Linked DNA regions of Mus musculus: region 1 is linked to region 2. Evidence: chromatin contacts called from public promoter capture Hi-C data. All regions are on one chromosome and are shown on one strand. Each heading gives the region's core, a stretch centred on a gene start, on an enhancer-like site or on the middle of the called end of the contact. The rest is flanking DNA. Distances are from core to core; before and after follow the strand shown. Region 1 has its middle 25 kb from the start of Osbpl8. Region 2 holds the start of Bbs10 (Bardet-Biedl syndrome 10 (human)).

What was found. Promoter capture Hi-C pulls out the DNA fragments that hold promoters and counts their contacts.
Region 1: a promoter capture Hi-C map of liver shows a contact between it and region 2, with 2.2 times the contacts expected there. The contact joins the enhancer-like site here to the promoter of Bbs10 in region 2. A contact is called at or near these places in 5 of 39 promoter capture datasets (erythroid cells, hippocampal neurons, liver and 1 more), 3 of 484 Hi-C or Micro-C datasets (cortical neurons, embryonic fibroblasts and liver), 1 of 115 datasets of contacts at active chromatin or transcription factors (CD8 T cells) and 2 of 9 other capture datasets (adipose tissue and pancreatic islet).

Annotation. Positions count from the first base shown.
Region 1 is chr10:111,136,791-111,143,333 of GRCm38.p6, reverse strand. No RefSeq gene overlaps it. Among named protein-coding and RNA genes, the nearest start is that of Osbpl8, 25 kb to the left of the region's middle. Within about 2 kb of position 3,338, at least 11 of the 459 cell types and tissues checked have an H3K27ac peak or open chromatin away from gene starts, as enhancers often do. A contact at or near this core is called in liver, where this site is marked.
Region 2 is chr10:111,295,243-111,301,883 of GRCm38.p6, reverse strand. Bbs10 (Bardet-Biedl syndrome 10 (human)) reads right to left here and starts at 3,205. Exons shown (of 2, transcript NM_027914.1): 1 at 2,977-3,205; 2 at 148-2,671. The coding sequence starts at 3,161. The coding sequence ends at 715. Osbpl8 (oxysterol binding protein-like 8) reads right to left here. Exons shown (of 24, transcript NM_175489.3): 24 at 4,637-6,641.

The DNA.
Region 1 (6,543 bases), core at 2,089-4,588, 160 kb after region 2:
TATAATCCTTTCAACTTCATAAGCTGTAAGTTTTACAGGTGCTAGCCTCACCCTAGTCACGCACAATTACCAAACATCTGTAAGTTATTCTACCTTTGTTCTGAAATAGAAGCAAGGCTAGCAAGGGGCCTGGACTCTGTAAACGACAAGAGCTTCAAAGCTTATTTCATGTATGCTGTTGTCAGAGAGTGAAGGTGCCGTGCATGCTTGCAAAATTACCAGGGAGCAGCCATCTGTCCACGTTTTCTAGTGACAAGCCCTGCCTAGATGTCTTCCACCAGGTTTCTAACCTATTCCCCAGGGGTGGCAAGGTAGAGGACAGCTTTTATTAGATTTTGTTTATTTGGGTGATACTGCGCATGTGTGGAGATCCAGGGACAACTTGGAGTCTCTCTTTCCGACGTGCGGGTCCTGGCGATTGATCAGGGTCAAGCACCTTGACCCACTGCAGCATCTCACTGGCCTGAGAAAGAGAACTTTACTTTCCAATAAAGGTCCTTGTCTGTGTGTCTTCACAGTTCATCTTCTGCTCTGAGTTCTGCTGATCGATGGCCTTCCCTCTCCGCTTTCAGTCGATCTCTACGGGAGACCTACTTTTGCCTGTAAACTCTCACGTGCACGGCTTTAATTAGATTCCCAGCTCCAGTCCCACAGAATCCTCTCTCCGGAAATAGACAGTGGTTAACAACTCCATCCTTCCTTTGTTCTCTTCTGGGTTTTGTCTTGTTTTCATGTGGCCATGCATGTGCCTGCTTGAGTTTGTGTCTGTCATGTACCTGCCTGTGGAGGTCAGAGAGTTGGCTATCTCCTGGAAGTCATAGGTAGTTTGTGGGTCACTTGGTTTGATGCTGGGAACTGAACCTCTTTCAAGAGCATTAACCACTCAACTAACCAGCCATCTCTCCAGGTCCTGTTTTGTGGTTTGTTTTACTTTGCTTTGTTTTGCTGTGCTGTGTTTTGTTTTGTTTTGTTTTGTTTTGTTTTGTTTTTGAGACTGGTCTCAGGCTGGCTGTAAACTCACTGTGTGGCTGAGGAAAACCTTGAGCTCCTAATATTCTTGCCTCCAGCACCCCAAGTGCTGAAATTGCAGGTGTGGGTCACCATACCCAACTCAAAACTTAACTTTTGAATGTCAGCTCCCTTCTAGAGATCACCGAACTCATGGACACTGTCTTAGTTAGGGTTTTCCTGCCTTGAGCAGACACCATGACCAAGGCAAGTCTTATATAGGACAACATTTAATTGGGGCTGGCTTACAGGTTCAGAGGTTCAGTCCATTATATGGCAGCCTTCAGGCAGGCATGGTGCAGGAGGAGCTGAGAGTTGTACATCTTCACTGAAGGCTACTAGCAGAATACTGGCTTCCAGGCAGCCAGGTTGAGGGTCTTAAGGCCATGCCCACAGTGACACACCTACTCTGAGGTCACACCTTTTCCAATAGGGCCATAACTTCTAATAGTGCCACTCCCTGGGCCAATTATATACAAACCATCACAGACACTCAGTGGTCTTACAGTATTAAACTAATTTCACTTTCATAATTAGCCAAATCTTTGTAGATATTATTTGCATCTAAACTGCTATCTTTACTGTCTCAATCACTTTGCGTTACTTTCTTAAATTGCTAAAGCACATCATTTGAAAATATCTAAACTAAGGACAGGGAAAATTTTAGAGCAAAATGACCTTTATTAATGACAAGTAAGACAGGTATATATAAATCTGAATCGCAAACTCATGGGAGATAAAACCCAGAAAGATTACTTCGGAGTGGTGGTGATACATAGTTGCAGGTTTGTTTGTTGAGACAGGGTCTCATGCAGCCCAGGGTAGCCGCCTACTCATTAAGTGGCAGATGATAACCTGGTCTACAATAGCAAATTCCAGGCCGGCTTTTGCTACCTGAAACCCTACCTGGAAAAAAAAAAAAAAAAAAAAAAAAAAAAGAAAAGACAGAAAATACTATAGGGCTGAAAACATATCTGTTAGTAAAGTACTCGTATACATGCAAGTATTTAATCCCCAATACCCCTAAACCAGGGGAGTGGTGCACACCTGTAACCCCAGCACTTGAGGCAGGGAAAAAGTATATTGCTGTGATTAGAGTAGATTCATCAGACCTGTCAACTAAATGCAATGTATGGAGTTTTATTAGATTTGAATTCAACCAAACTGCTTAGTCCTAGCACTTAGAAGATTGAAGCAGGAGGATCACCTGGAGTTTGAGGCCATCGTGAGCTACACAGTGAGTTGTAAACTGGCTTGGACTACAGATTAAAATGCTATTTCAGAAATAAATAAGTAAATAAATAAATAAATTATATATACATACATACACACACACACATATGCATACACACACACACACATTGATGGACAATCGTGATTGTGTTCTCCTGTAACTCCAGCACTCAAACAGTGGAGTCAGGATGATCAAGAGTTGGAGGTCATCCTCTGTCACCCAGTGAGTTTAAGAGGCTAGGGTACATGAGACACTGTCTCAGTACCACAGCAACAAAGGGACGGCAGACAAAGACACTGGAAATAACCAGGAAAATTTTAACACTGTTTAGGAATTGGATGCTATCAAGAAATTACTGAGCCTTCATTACGGTGATGATCCATGGTTACCTGTTTGTTAGGACAGGGTCTCCTGTAGCCCAGGGTAGCCTCAAATTTTCCAAGTGGCTTAGGATGAACTTTTGATCCTCTCGCCTCTGTCTCCCAACTGCTGCCTTTAAAAGCATGTGCTACCACATCTGAGCCAAGCAGTGCTATGGACAGAACCCAGGGCCTCACGTATGTTAGCCAACTGAGGTACATCTCCAGCCTCTGTGTGTGTGTGTGTGTGTGTGTGTGGTTTTTTTGTTATTGTTGTTGTTATTGTTTCTTGGACCCTTACTGGGAGGGGGGTATGTCAATGTATGTCAATTTTTTTTCTGTACATGGAGGTCAGTTCCATGGGAATAAACTATAATTAATGCATGTTATTTTTTTTAACCTTAACCAAATATAAAACTATAAAAACCATTGCCTCATTCTCGTATCTAATTTTAGAAAAAGTGCAAGCGTTACAAAAGAACGATGGCAATTGAAAAGACTCGTGTTCTAGTCTATATAAGGCAGTCTACAAACACAGAGTCCACTAGAGAGGTGAAGACATATGTACAGGGCCTTTTGTTCACATGGTTTGGCTGCAGATAGAATTTGAACCGATTCCAAAGGCACAGCTGTCAAATTGATAAAAGTAGCAAAATAGCCTCAAGTGGAGCTTAGACTTCTCCTTGGACACTTACTGTTGTTTGGAGGGGAAAATATCCAGTTAATGTTTTATTTTTCCAGTGCTAATATTTGACAGAGACTCCGCACTTTGATTTTATGCATAGAAGTCTCTGTTGGGTTTAGTGATTAAAGTTCTAACTCTGCAGTTGTTAGGAGTTAGTATTCTTGGATCCAAAGAAAACCTTTTAAAACATTTTTTTCAATTACTCTTATGAGCTTATCAATATACTTTTTTGAGGTAGTGCTCACTCTGTAGCCCGTGCTGGCAGTCCATACTTTCCATACTCCTGCCTCAGCCTTCCAGATGAGGTCTGTGGCTATAGCCATGTGCCAGCACATTTAGGTAACACGTGATTGATTGACCGGCGTGCTCGATTGTAAAGGAGTAAAGATCCCAGAAAGATGTTAAACATATCTTAGTTCTAATCCTGCTCCTTCCACTTGCTCATTATATCACCTCACCCAGACTTCTCTCTCAAATGTAAAAATCAAAGTTGGTTTTTCTTAGATACCTGCTTCATATTGCTTAAGACACCATACACCTTGGTGGTAAGACATTTAAAAAAAAAAGCAAGCTAGAATTGAGCTAGAAGTTTCCTCCCAGCTGATGAGCTTTCATAGTGCATAGAATGTGCTGTGTAAGCTGTTAACTGTCATCAGTGTCTCACTCAGCCATGGGTACCGTGTGGCACACTACTGACCAGCCAAAGAAAACATGCCCATTGGAACAATAGTGGCACAGTTGTTTGGGGATGTAATAAGTCACTTTTTGGTTAGATTAGAGGTCAGCTCTGCAGAAGGGGATTAATGGCTGCCACTGTAATCCTGGTCAAAAACTCCCAGGCTGGGGAGATCATAAACCCTTTCTTGATAGAAGGTGCAAGAGAAGGCACTGCTATTGTTTTGCTAGTGAATATAACGCACCTATCAGATTGCCATATATATGTATATATACATATAAGTGAATACATGCATACGCATATGTACACATATAGTACACACACACACATATATATATACACATACATACACACATATACACACATATACACACATACACACACAAACACACACGCACACACACAAACACACACATACACACACACAAACACACACATACACAAACACACACACACACTCACACACACACACACACACAAACACACACATACACACACAAACACACACATACACACACACACATACACACACACACACACACAAACACAAACACACACATACACAAACACACACACACACTCACACACACACACACCCCAGAGATCAATGCTGCTTTCAGCTTTGGTTTGAGAAGCTTCTTTGGGTAGCAGTTCCCAAAGAGAAAGTAAGTAGTCAGAGCTGACAACCCGGCTACTCAGTGCTCAGCGACGAACAGGACGTGTGGATTGCCCCTCCAAGGCTTAGGAAACCCTGAAGAAAAGGGTGTGGAGAGAATTTCAGAGCCAAGGTGGAATACTGTGTGTACTGGCTAGTTTTGTGTCAACTTGACACAGCTGGAGTTATCACAGAGAAAGGAGCTTCAGTTGAGGAATTGCCTCCATGAGATCCAACTGTAAGGCATTTTCTCAATTAGTGATCAAGGGGGAAAGGCCCCTTGTGGGTGGGACCATCTCTGGGCTGGTAGTCTTGGTTCTATAAGAGAGCAGGCTGAGCAAGTCAGGGGAAGAAAGCCAGTAAGTAACATCGCTCCATGGCTTCTGCATCAGCTCCTGCTTCCTGACCTGCTTGAGTTCCAGTCCTGACTTCCTTTGGTGATGAACAGCAACATGGAAGTGTAAGCTAAATAAACTCTCTTTCCTCCCCAACTTGCTTCTTGGTCATGATGTTTGTGCAGGAATAGAAATCCTGACTAAGACACTGTGGAATGTCTTTCGGGCGTGACATGGCTGCTGCTTCCTTGAACTCTCAGCAGCTGCATTTACCTGCAAAAGACTGGCACAAGGTTGGGCCTATTATCTGTCTGCCCTGGAAAGGGGCAGGCCTTATAAGGCCCTGCCCCTCCTTGAGGATTCATAGACAGGGGTTGCAGGAAGAGGTAGAGATTTTTTTTCTTCAGTGGTGTGGCCACTGTTAAGTTGTCGTGCTCATCTTAACTAAACTCGTTTACTCTCCATAAAATCAAAAGACATGAAAGCAGAAAGGGGCTGTCTGGGAAAGAGGCAAGGGATCAGTTGGTGGGAGGGAGCCAAGAGAGGGTGTTTGTGGTAATCAAAGTTTGCATATATGTGTGAAATGTCATGATGAAATCAATTATATATAGTTATATGCTGATTAAAAAACATTACTGTGTAGTGTAAAACAAAGACTCTCAAAGTATGTATGCTGACACCTGTCATCGCAGAACTCAAGAGGGTGGAGGAAGAGATACAAAAGTCCTCAACAAAATCCCACAACCTGACTCCAACAGTGCATGAAAAAGAACATGATTATTATAAGCAAGTGCTGGATTTACATGCGAATTTCAGCATGTGAAAAATCAGACACTGAGGTAACCCACATCAGCAGACCACGGGACCAAAAGCTCAGGAGTGTTCCAATGAGCAGCTAAAAAGCCTGCCTGACAAACTCCAAAATAAAAATCTCCCAATCCAGGAGAAGGAAATTACCTCCATATGCTAGAGGTTACATATGAAAATCCCACAGTGAACTAGGCCAACAAGCAAGATCAAGATCATCCTGGACTATGCAGCAACCTCCTCCTCCACACACACGCTCAAGTTCAATGAACGGCTAAGACGGCTCAGTGGGTAAAGATGCTTGCCATGGAAGCCTGACAACATCAACCTCTGCCTTGGAACCCATGTAAAACAGGAACTAATCCTAACTCCACCAAGTTGGTGTCTGATCTTTACACAGTACACTGCAGTGCATAAAGTTATAATGAATGAGTGAGTAAGTGAATGAATGAATGAAATGGAGGGCGAGGAGAAGGAAGAATAAAAAGAGAATGAATGAATGAATGAATGAACTAACAAATGAAACAAGGCACTAGCAAATGGGCACAAATTCCACTTTGATGGATTAGAAGAGTTAATACTGTTAAAATATCTACCCCACATAAACTGATCTATGACTCAACATCTTCCATATCAAAGACAAAGAGAGATCTGTCAAAGAGAAAGGGTGGGAAGGAGGGAGGGGGGAACCAAGAGAGAAGAAGAGGAGAGGAAGGGGAGGTGGAAAGTTCAGGCACAGTGTTAGAAGAATAAAGATCAGGCCAACACAGAGTTTTTATTTCTT
Region 2 (6,641 bases), core at 1,956-4,455:
TTGTGGAATTGGTTCTTTCTTTCCAATTCAGGTTGCCTGGCTTGGGTGGCAAATGGTCCTACTTGCTGAACCATCTCCCCAGCCCCCAACCAACCGTTTTCAATAACTAGAAATAAACCAAATGACAACCACAAGGACAATTAACTTACATGCTTCTTACAAAGAAAAATTGACTTTTATTTACTGCTTTACATAAGAGATAACATTTTATACTCATGTTCACAAACAATGTAAGATGGCATGTGAAGACCTCGTTCAAGTGGGGAGGTTACACGACTCTATGACATACAGAAAGTTCAAGGAAACAAAGTGGGAAAAGGTACAGAAGAGGGAGCTATAGAGGCAAGCTCCCTTAGACAGACTAGCGCAGACCAGAGACAAGGAGACAGATTTAGCCAGTTTTTGTTCCATAGAGCTGATACCTGTTGTCTGAATGGTCTGGTGGACTCAATGGACTTAAGGACTGGGTTGACTTCAGTCAGCCAGAAGCCTGTTTTAATATTTAGCTTGAGCTGAATACATTTTTTTCCTAACGTTTAGTGTTTGTCTGCGAACATGTGTGTACAACAAAGGACATGTCTCAGGACTTCACCCTCTCCTTCCACCCTGGGTGATGACCGCAGGCAGTCAGTCAGGTTTGCCATTAAATGCCTTTGCCCACTGAGCCATTTCTCTGGCCCCAGACTGAAAGTTCGAGCAACAGAAAACTGAGTGTTAAAATTCGTCTTCTGATTCTTGGTCAGCAGTTTTCTGAGGTTGCCTCTTGATGTTGATTATTAAATCAATGGTTAATATTTTCATCAAACACTGAAGAACTGAAGTTAGTAATTGGTACTTACCAGCTACTGACTCGAACCCTGATTGACCACTTACCATGGGTTGACTGGCTTGCAGTGCATGGAGAGACCGCATGTATATGTGTGGGAAACTGTCCTTTCCCTTCTTAGGCTTATAAAGGATTTTAGGGATGCCTAGAAGAGCATCAGCTATTAACATACTGATGACAGTTTCATCTGATTGTCGGCATTGTTTGGCATAGCTGAGAAGGTAGTAACTCATCAAAATCTCAAAACTTCCACCCACTGGCAGCACACAGCCTGCTGGCACAGTGGATGAACAATAACCCTGACAAGTACAGGTATCTAGTGACTTGCGCATCACTGGCAGCGTGTAACCCTTTCCGGCATTATCTGAGACCTGTAAGTGTTCGAAAGAAATTTCTGTTCCAGTGTCTTCTGCTGTAGGATTTCCAGTGGAATGATTCTCAATTGACAGGTCACAGTTATCAATTATCCCGCTTCTTTCTGGAGGCAAGCACTTCAGCATTTCATCTGTTTGGGATGGAGCTATTGGTGTCTTCTTGTGTGCTGACCACGGCTTACCTGCTCTCAATTCTGTATCTGAAGCCCCCAAACCTGAATATACTTCTAAATGTGTTTGAGTTTCCAATTTATTTTTGCTCTTTGCTACTATGTCCTGATACTTATCAGTTTCTGGTGAGTGATTACGCTCTCTGCTATTGTCATAAGCAAGAGGACTTGGGTTACATTGCTGTTTGGTTTGTATGATGTAATTTAGATCAAGGTCAGTAAATAGCTGCCGAAGCATCTTAAATGCTCCGTGAAAAGCTCTCTCATGCTGTTCAACAAGACCCAGAACCGGTCCACAGAGGACCATAGAGTGAGGTATAAATGCACATGTGCTAATCAAGCCGAGATGAACATACCTCTTGGATCTAAGGATGAGGGGCTTGCAAAACTTCACCAAAGTACTATCAGAAATTTCACACTGTGAAGCAACCTCTGGTAGGACACAAGGAGAAAGACCAGTGATCCTCTGGACAAGGGAAACTTCTTCGGCTGATAAACACTCCACCACTGATATGCTATTAAGTCTTGCACAGTAAATAACCAGGTCTGGTTGCTTCACACTGGTCAGGAGCAGTTTTACATTCTGACCACGCAAGTGGTTCATTACTGTTTTTGTCCTGTCCGTGATCCAGCACTGAGATGCCTGAAACTGTGTTTCTGAATTGAGAACAAACTCCGAGCCAGCCGATGAAAACTGAGGCTGGAGGATTTCTGTTACTATCACCATCCTAATGTCACCATCTGCTGGGCAGTACATAGAAAAGTCCCTGGGAAGCACAAGGCCATCTATGATTCTAGAATCTGAAACAGGAAGGCCTGTCACGCCAACATTCAACTCTGCAAAACAGTGATCCAACAACTCAAATACTTCAACCCCACTTTCACAAGCCATACACTTGAAAACGTAGTCACACATCAACTGTGAAATGAATCTGTGATTGTTTCTTCCCACTCTTCCACAAAAGTATGCTTCCAGGAGCAACTCTAGCGAGTGCCTGCACAGTTTTCTTCCTTCAGTGGATGAAGAAAAGACAGACAGGTAGTGCCTGCTTAAACTCCGGTCTACAATACAACCTAGGGTTTGTGTCTGAAACGTTTGCAGAGCCTGGGAAATAGATTTCCACTGACAACAGTTTTTCCAATGCCTTTCATGGCTCTGAATATTTTCAGAAGTGAATGAATCTTTTCCTTTTTCTCCGATTGCATGAAGTCCTCTGAGTAAATGGCAAAGAAAAATAATAAATGTCTTAGCACCATCTCCTGTCTTTTTAAGGTGACTGGAAACACACGCCACTATCATCCTGTATAGGAAGGGAAAAAAATAACTCAGATTTTCTGGGTTAAATCCACATTTTCATAGCTATAAGGCACACAGATTGTCCTTTTGACATATAGGCTTTGCTTTACTTTTCCTTTAACTACTTCATTCAGGGATGGGGAAAGAGTAAGAAGTGTTCTGTGCACGTGATGAGGTTTGGGGCTCGGGACTAGTAGTTTGGGCAGCTCTCTGATGTCTACACTGGTTTTATCCAGGTCCACGGCCTCAGGATGGGATGGGAGATTGAGGGAGATGCGCGCCTAGTGGAGGGCAGGAGAAGTGAGGTACCTGGCTAAGGGATGCTCTAAGTGCAGCGCCTCCAGGAGGCAGCCTCCATCCCTGCTAAGCAGCACCTCGCCGGTGGGCTTCGTACACAACACTTGGCCGCCCTCGGGCCCCACGCAGCGGTTCGCGATGCTCTCCAGCACCTCGGCCACCCGCAAAGCCGCCGTCACCGACCCCTGGGACGCCATGGGTAAGGAACCACGGGTAACGCTTCCGTTAGGTCAGGCCCGCAGAAGGGCGGAAACGGAAGAGGCGGGGAAAACGGCGGAAGAGCAGTAGCTTTGGCATCGATTGGCGGAAGAGCTCTATGCCCCTCGGTGGGGTGGAGCCCCGCCAGCGGTGGGCGGAGACTCGAGTGGTCCTGGGACGTCCTTACTTTCCTGGTTCACGTCCCGCGGGCCTCCCTGGCCACTGCAACCGCTAGGTCTCTGCAGGGAAGGGCTCGGGCTCGGGGGCGTGATTACCGCCCCATCTCGAGCTTACTTCTCTAGTGCCCCTGCCGTGTAGTTTGCTCTCCTTGCCTTCAAGCAAACGGTTTTAGAATGCAGGGCAGGCGGAGAGAGCTTGGGCATAGCCATTTCTAGGCTCGTGGCTTCCGCTGGGGTGTGCTACCTTGTGTGTGTTCAGGTATGGACGAAACCCCACCTAGTTAAACCACTTGAGCAGAAGTAGATGTTTGCCTTTTATTCACATCGATGATCAATTGTATTTGTCATTTGTACTGTATACCATCCCAAAGCAGAAATGTTTCACCCAGTAAAACACAAAGGCTTTAGGGAGCGCACGAGCGCTGGATTCATAGCTAAAGGGCTTCTTTCAGCCAGAGACCATCTGTCTCTGCTTTCCTCATTTAAAACAAACAAGTTGGTAAAACAAAACAAAACAAACAAAACCAAAAAAACCTTTAAAGTTCCGAGGTGGATAAGTTAGTTTTTGTACTGTTTCTAACTCGAAGTACAGCCAAGTATTTGTCATTTACTCACAAAATTCTCATGGTGGATCATTACCCAGGCTGTCATACCCACAAGAAATGAATGCAGAACAAAGCTGTCAATGTTAGCAGGAAAGTGATCTTGTAGATAGATATTCAATGACGTTTAACACTGACAGCAGTGTCCTTACCCCACACGGGCAAGAGGATTCTGAGGGACAAGTTAGAATGAGGTGAAAGGAAGACAAAATCATGAGTAAAGCCTTCCTGAGGTTTCCTCAATAACTCAGTAGTAAACGACCGGGAGGAGAACAGCATTTCAGTGTCTAATGATACTGCTTCAGTGTTTTTTCTTGGTTGCATTCATCACTGGACATTATCTTTAGACTGAAATAGTGGGATATTTCAAACATTTAAACAGTACAATCAAGTGCACTGTGTAGTCGTGATTCAGGAGGCTTTTACCTGAGAAAGACAGACCGCCTTTATTCTTACTGTGTAGTTTTTGGGGTCATTTAGATATGCTGAGCCTCATCTTTAATGTATAAAATATGTATAAACTCCACTTATTTTAAAAGAATATAAAGTATCAAGTAAAACATATATTAGAGATTGTCAAAATTCCTGTCAAGCCTGTACCCATCTTTTTCACACACACAATAAAAAATAAGAGGATTAATTTAGTACATTATGCATTAATACATTATATCAAGAGTCACTGGATCACAGATTGCTCTTTTAAAAAAGTTTATTTAGAATACCTACTTGTAGAAGTTAACATAATTTTACAGATCATTAGAAAAATTCTTTTCTCTCTGCAAACATGACAGGTTAGGAATAATAGATTAGAAATGTATACATTACAAAACCGCCTGTGACTATCTATACATTTACTATGCACCTTAAGAGAATTCTACAGTGTGCTGTATTTACACTGCAGGTGAGAACACACTTACATCCTATCATACAAAACTGACCAATGCTAGTGCTTGACTTTATAAACCCATTAACTGAAGTACTTAAAATTAAATCTATATTTAACATGCCAAAAGTGGAAATAAATTCAACTGAGGTTCTGTGGCTCATCATTCAAATGGTTCATGACATTTTTTCAAATAAAGATTATCAATATTAGCCGGGTGTGGTGGCACACACCTTTAATCCCAGCACTCGGGAGGCAGAGGCAGGCGGATTTCTGAGTTCAAGGCCAGCCTGGTCTACAGAATGAGTTCCAGGACAGCCAGGGCTACACAGAGAAACCCTGTCTCGAAAAAAACAAAAAACAAAACAAAACAAAAAAAAAAGAACATCAATATTATGATATTAAAATAATTTTATGATAAATAAAGAGGCTGATTTTTCGAAATACTTCATAAAGTATAGTCACATTCATTTTTGTCAAGGTTTTCCTGTGGCTCTCACTAAATATGTTAATCTTATTAATAAGACACTGGTCCTGTACAATGTTAACAGTCCATCTTCAATTAAAAACTGTAACAAAATAGTCCTTTAATTGTAACAAAAATTGGATATACTAAACCCACACAATACATAACAAAATGAAACCAAATTATGCAGTGGTGGCAGGTTATACATTTTAAAGAATCTCTTTATATGTAGTCAAATATGAAAGACATTGAAATGTAAACTTATTGAATTATGAAAGGTCTCTCCCACTGGGTCAAATCGGAAAATTTGTATAAACGAACATGTTCTTTATTTATATTTAATGTAATAGTCTACAGTCTCGTGTATGGCTCATCGCGTACGTATGCCATCATACCTGAAATAAGACAAAAACAAAAGCAAAACCAGACTATTTACTGCTGACTAGAAATGCTAAACACTGAAAAAAGATGAAGTTTTATACATTTGTTTTTTAAAATTTTGATGACGATATTCTTCAAAAAGTTAAAACTGCCTTCCACAAAATTCTGTGAATATGGCACAAGTTGACACCCGAAAACAGTGTGAATTCCATCAAAAAGGCACTGTCTACAATACTCAGAGCCATCTGACAAGTTTACTTCATTGATGTCTGAGTATGAATATATTTGAAATAGTTACTACACAAACCCTTATAAAAGTACGGCATTACTGTTTACATATTCTTCAGCTAGATAAAAGGAAACACAGTGACCCAGACAAATGACCCTTTTATGACAAATAAGCTACAAACACTTTGAACACATTATGGTTCTGTAACAAAAAACTAACAAAAATATTTCCTTAAAGGCACAAAAGCATGAAATATTAAATGAGGATTGTATCTCACAAGGCCAACTTTTTAAGGGAATGCAGCTGTCAACTGAGCTGTGACAAAGATGACCACTGCCGCTTTCCAAGTCATACTAGAGACAGAAGTGGTAGGAATTACAAGTTAAATCGATTGCTGCAGCACACTAACACCACACATGCCTGTTATTGTCTTGTCTTAGCCAGCAATATCTCACTAAATGGCAGAAAACTAAAGACATTTAACAACTGTGTCAATAATTGTGGTTATCTAAATTTTTATGTGAGAAAATGAAGTTTTGGATAGATGAAAAACAAAACAAACAAAACTGGTCATAGTCAGAAACCCTAGAAATCACAATGAGTTTTCAGCAAGTTTGGAACAGTTTGTCACATATACATTATGAATCCATTTATGAAGAAAGTTAACCCTTAGATCAGATTGTTCGAGGTCTGTCACACACTGGCTAAACTCAAGTTCAATTATATGTTGTTTAAAGGA